Linked DNA regions of Mus musculus: region 2 is linked to region 1. The links are chromatin contacts, called in public HiChIP or PLAC-seq maps. All regions are on one chromosome and are shown on one strand. The core of a region is the stretch at or near the end of the contact, and the rest is flanking DNA. Distances in the headings are between cores, read along the strand shown. Region 1 has its middle 11 kb from the start of Gm34542. Region 2 has its middle 12 kb from the start of Gm52538.

What was found. HiChIP or PLAC-seq counts read pairs in DNA pulled down with a chosen protein or histone mark.
Region 2: an H3K27ac HiChIP or PLAC-seq map of large pre-B cells shows a contact between it and region 1, with 8 times the contacts expected there. The contact joins two enhancer-like sites.

Annotation. Positions count from the first base shown.
Region 1 is chr2:170,306,575-170,309,575 of GRCm38.p6, reverse strand. No RefSeq gene overlaps it. Among named protein-coding and RNA genes, the nearest start is that of Gm34542, 11 kb to the left of the region's middle. Within about 2 kb of position 1,640, at least 180 of the 459 cell types and tissues checked have an H3K27ac peak or open chromatin away from gene starts, as enhancers often do.
Region 2 is chr2:172,965,190-172,968,354 of GRCm38.p6, reverse strand. No RefSeq gene overlaps it. Among named protein-coding and RNA genes, the nearest start is that of Gm52538, 12 kb to the left of the region's middle. Within about 2 kb of position 1,739, at least 62 of the 459 cell types and tissues checked have an H3K27ac peak or open chromatin away from gene starts, as enhancers often do.

The DNA.
Region 1 (3,001 bases), core at 391-2,890:
GAGAGTGTGATCAACTCCTGGACCCTTGGGGGGGGGGGAACAGATGGGTGTACAGTCAAACTACCCTCTAAGTCATCAGGTTTGGATTAGAACAGCCCTGCTCTTAGCCTTGTATGAGGGAAAGTGAGTATGAGATTCATAATGGCTCAGAGTGCAGAGAAAACCTGACTGTTGGGTGCTCAGCCTTACACACCTACATCACCCTCCCCAAAGCTGAGGGGACACTGCGGGAGAGGGATCAGAAAGAATGGAAGAGCTTTGCTGGGAAGGGATGCCATGAAGCGCTGTCTTCCGGACGTGACACAGCTGTTACACTCCTGAATTCACAGCTGCTATGGTTACCTGTCAGAGAGCAGCACAAGACCAGGCCTGCCAACATTCCACAGGGAAGGAAGGCGAGGCTCACGAGGCCCCACCCCTCCCTGAGGAGATTGGGCAAGTTAATGGAGTCTGAGGGAGGGGAAGACGTATGTATGTAACCATGGGGTAATCGCTGCTGAGTTGCCACCAACCAGTAACTACTCCCCATCTGTGTTCATGCACGCTCAGCCTTTTAACACAAGGGCCTTTAGGGAGTATTAAAGATATAAACTATAGCACCAGGTTCAAAGCAAACAAACAAACTCATTCCCACTTTTATTCCTGTCTCATTTCATCTAAGCCTTAAATGTTCCTTGGGGTGAAAAAAATAAATTTGTTTTTAAAAGCTGAGAAAAAGGTACTTCAGGGATCTTAGCTAGCCTTTTTTTTTTTAAATAAAGTCTATAATAGTTCAAATATTTCTTTAATGTTATTTTCATTCCAATAAGCTCTAGTCCACTGGAGCCTTCGCACCCACAGTTCCTCCAGTTAGGAGCAACTGGATGCCCACTCAAGGCCCAGGATTCCGGGCAGCCTTGGAACCTGAGCCCACACCCATTCATCTCCGACCAGCTCCTCTGAACTCCGCCCTACTAGGAGGCTCCCTGGCTTCACCACACTCCCATTGCCTCTGAGCCTGCTTGGGAGTGTCTGGGAGATGACTGTCACAAATGGGTGTGTAATAGAAATAGGCAAATCCATAGAGGATATATCTACTTCCGGAATTAGATTGTTGTGATAGCCAGCAATCAAACAGAAGAGGCTAGGCAAAACCAGGTAAGGGCAATTCTGCTATGTCCACAGACTTAGATTTCACCCCTCTGGGACTCATTGTGAGGAACAATGACCCTTTTAGCAGTGAAACACATGATGACTAACATGTTTTTAGCTTGTCAGTGAGAACTACCATCATATATTGGTAAGTATTTCCGCACAAAACACACTTGGAAGGGATATTGTTTCAAGCCTGGACAAAGCTCGCACTGTTGGGCTCCGGTTCCAGTTATTTTAGGCAGGGAAGGGAATTTCCATGGCTCCCTCCCTCCCTCCCAGCAACTTCGAACAGTCATCAGCTCTAAGAACCGCTTCCTTATAATCAGTCAGAGTCCAAGTTATTTAACAGAAGAAGAAGAAGAAAGAAATCCCCTGACTTTATGAATAAAATCCCTTGCCAAATGACCCACCGGAGAGCATCGCTGTAAGCTCAGACAGGACAAAGGCACAACCTAACTTAGCAGAGGGAAGGGGGATGGAGGACGGCGTGCTGGAATAGAATCCTGACTGCACCACTGTAGAAGTTGGTATTATTCATCTCAGAAAACAGACTGCCAAGCAGTAGCTTATGCAGACCATTACCTCAATGGTCTGATTTGCAAGTCTATTGTACTGTATGTAAATGATTCAACAGTCAATTAATCTATATGACATAAGTCACAGTACAGGTGGCAACAGACATGGCAGAAATCCAAAGTAACACATAAATGACAGTTGAGAAACAGGATTTAGACCGAGCCAACCACAACAGAGGAAGTGAATACGATACAAGGCACAGGCCCCGGGGACATTGCTCTCATGGTGACAGGCTCTCTGCACAAGTGTGACGCTCTGAGTTTGAATCCTCTGCACCCACACACACAAAAGCTGGGCTCGGCTACCCCAGAGCTGGTTGCCAGAGGCCGGAATCCACTTGGGCTCACTACCCAGTCTTACCTAGTCAGTGAGCTCTAAATGCAGTAGAGATGCAATCTCCAGAGGAGAATCAATTGAGGGAGACCCTCTGATGTCACCCTCTGACTGCCACACACCCCTGCTCTGGCCAGGGCATGGGCACACAGTCCTATGCCACACACATAAACAGTAACAGAATAAGGTGTGAATGGGCTGCACTGAATGGCAATCTTAAGCAGGGGCTGGCGACAGCTTAAATGTTTTCTAAGTATTAATGATAATGCAAAAATGTGAATGGAAAGACTTGTGTCCCCACCACCACCACCACCACCCCTTTCAGAGGAAACCACAGCGAGCAAATGGCAGAACAGGATTCAATACTGGTGCTTACTGTGCCAAGCCAAGCACAGCCTGGGAACTCAGAGAGGCGCAGGTGGGTGATGCCACTCACACCTCCCCCAGCAAAGGAAACAACACCCACAGGCCACTGGGAAAACTGCACTTCTGGCCATGAAGAGTAGGAACTTTAGCATCTCTGACTCAGGGTAGCCTCCCTCTATGCAGACGCTAAACTAAACAATTTGGTCTCTGAGGCGACAAGGGACCGGTGGTTTAGAGATCTTGTCATCCAGCCTCTGACTTCTCTGCCCATAAACCATTGTGTTTTGTGGTCAGCGGAGGACATGAGCCCCGTGCAAGGGAATCTGCGCAGCAAGCAGGAACCAGGCACTGTAGCAGACACTAACAGTCCCTGGCTTTGCCTACTGGGGTCTCCCTGAACTGCACTCCCTTGGAATAGATCAGGAACCAACTGACCTAAGAAATGGTTCCCTCACCCTGGATGAACAGCTCACACAGGCAGTGGCTGACTGTGCCAAGGTGTGAGAACCTGTTTCCAGGTTCTCTGAGACTGTGCAGTGCTGTGTGTCCTCAGAGGACAGGGAGTAGCCACTTCCTTCACCCAATAGTCGCA
Region 2 (3,165 bases), core at 490-2,989, 2.7 Mb before region 1:
AAAAGATGTGTGCCACAACACGCCCCTCCCCCATCCCATCCCATCCCATCCCATCCCATCCCATCCCATCCCATCCCATCCCATCCCATCCCATCTCATCTCATCTCATCTCATCTCATCTCATCTCAGCTCATCTCATCTCATCTCATCTCATCTCATCTCATCTCGTCCCTGAGCTGCTATGACACGTCACTGCATTGCCGGTCTTTGATTGTTTCTGCGTCCCTCACTTGTCACCCATCACCTGCTTTATTTTCAAGAGCTCCTTCTGTTTTCAGTGTTTTCAAAAGTTCCAGGTGACCCTGAAACCCACCTGAGGATTTGCAATTTGCAGGCCTGGGCAGAGTTAAATTATTCACATATTTACATTTTTGTTTTTTTGTTTCTTTGTTTGTTTGTTTTTCAAGACAGGATTTCTCTGTGTAGCCCTGGCTGTCCTGGAACTCACTCTGTAGACCAGGCTGGCCTTGAACTCAGAAATCCACCTGCCTCTACTTCCCAAGTGCTAGGATTAAAGGCGTGCGCCACCACCGCCCAGCACGCATTAACATTTTTAAAAGTATTTTGCTGTCCTCTCTAAGATAAGTGGATCTTCTTTCCCAGCTCATCAAAAGAGCACACCACCTAAGTTTCTACCTCACAAGTGTGGGGCAGCTCTGAAAGTGTGTTTAAAGGGCTGGGCAGCTCAGTCACTCAAGTACTTGGCTTTCAAACATGAGGCGCTGAGTCCCAAACACAGGACTCAGGCAAAAATAAGAATGGTGGTGTGTGTATGTGTAGTCTGAGTGCTAGGAGGAAGGCAAGTGAACCCCAGGAGTGAACCCCAGGAGTGAACCCCGGCTGACTGGCCAGCCGGCCTAGCCTAGTCAGTGACCTCTAGGCAAATGAGGGCCCTGATCTCAAAGACAAAGTACATGGCCCAAGGGACTGTCCTCACTGTCCTCAAGCCTCTACACACCTGCATGCACACCTGCTCACACATGCTCACTCTCTCATGCAAATGCACACACACACAGAGTATATGTGCAAATGGGCAAAACAGGTGGAGCTGTGCATGATGGGAATTGCAGTAGTCAGGAGCACTGAGGCAGGACGATAAAGAATTAAAGGGAAGCTTGAGCTATATAGTGAGTTCCAGGCCAGCCTCCACTACATGGTAAGATGTGGCCTCAAAGGGGATGGGGAGAGAACAAAAAGAAGTATATATACAAAGTTCTCATTCCCATCCACCTGTCTGTCTGTTCACTTACTCACCCATCCATCCAGCCATCCGTCTGTCTGTCCATCCATCCATCTGCCCATCCATCTATATATCTACCCATCTGTGCATCCATCCATCCATCCACTCATTCTAAAATATGAGTTCAAATCGGAACCCTAGGCTAGGTGTTGCCTGGAGGCCTCGAAGCCTCTTGGGACCTAGATAGTTGAGCAGGGCATGGTGTTTCATAAGCACCCAGTGAAAATGTGTTCTGTGTTAGCTCCCTTTCTGTTGCTGTAATAAAACATCATTATCAAAAGCAACTTTAAGGAGGGGGGCATATTTTGGTTTATTGTTTGAGAGGGTTAGAGTCCACTAATGGGGAAGGACATAGCATTAGAACAGGGATACATACGAAACAGAGAGAGGGAGAGGGGAGGGGAAGAGGAAACAGGAAGTGAGATGAAGTGTGGATCTTCAAAGTCCACCCTCAGTGACACACTTCCTCCAGCATGGCTCTACCTCCTAAATGTCTCAAAACTGCTACTGGGGACCAAGTGTTCACGCACAGGAGACTCGGGGATATTACTCACTCAAATCCCCACGGCCTGTGGCGTGCTTCTCCAGCAAAGACACTCCTGCATGGTGGCTACTTTATTTCTTGCTTGGTTTTGTGATGATTTCAGTCTACTATGAGTTTAAACTCAACACACAGCTTGTGAAAATTGGAAAGCACTCCAGAAATGTCCAAGTGTATAAAGCCCACCATTTCTGATCTGTGCGATTCAGATTAAACTGTTTAAATGTCTTCAAGCTCTCTTATTTTATTGTACACAGCTGGGAACCGAGCTTGGGCAGGGCTTCAGTCATACTAGTGACAGCCCCAGATAACTGGGGTTCCTGTCCCCCAAGTTTTAGGAAATGTCTCTTCATTTATTTATTTAAAGAAGGGAATTTCTTGAGTTAGTCAATGTGGGGTGCATCCCTGGAGGTTGTGAGGGGTACTGGGCGTGGAACCTAGAACCTCACACAGATTAGCCAAGGGCTTTACCACTGAGCTGTACCCCAAACCCAGGCATACTATTTTTTCTTCTTCCCTCTCTCTCTCCTTCCCTCCCTCCCTTCTTCCTTCCTTCCCTCCCTCCATCCCTCTCTCCCTTCCTGCCTCCCTCCCTCCCTCTCCTCATACCTCGCTCCATTCCTCCCTCCCTCTCTCCATCCCTTTCTCCCTCCCTCCTTTCTTCTCTCTTTTCCTCCCTCGCCCTCTTTTCTTTTGATGTAGGATCTAATATGTAGCCCTAGCCTCTGGTTTTCTCACCTTCACCTGTAGAATCTGAGATTGTAGCACCACACCGACTATCAGGCTTCTAGCTGCAGGGAGCGAGCAATGATACACCCCAGGGTGATTCCATGTCTAAATGCGTCCAAGCAGCCCAGTCATCTCACAGACCCCGGATGCAGAGAAGAAGGTCTGGAGAGGCCTGGGCGGCTACAGAGGACTGGGCCCACCTTGGCTCTCCGTCCCTCCACTGTCTTCTTTTCCACCTTGATGCAACACATTCTGTTCCCTGTCCCAGAAGGCCGTGGTCTCTGGTGGCGCAGGAAGGCTGGCACAGCATCTGAGGCCCTTTTCCCTTACTGCCTACACCTCTGACTCAGAAGGCACGCCCCAACCCAGCCTTCAGGTCACCCCCAGAAAGGCACACTAGCCGCTCTGAGATTCCTTCTGAAAGGTTGGGCAGCTCCTTCCAGGTCACTGCAGTGGAATGTGACCTGTGATCCGGGCAGCCAGGATTCCACAGTTCATCCCCACCCCCTCCTCAGAGCACAGCGCCGGCTGCTTTCCCACAGGCGATTCTGCTGATATTACTTCTCGATCGTGAAGGTCATATAAATACTGAGACATAAATAAATAAATGTTGAAACATGAATGAAAGATGTAAAGTCCTTCCTCAAACACATGA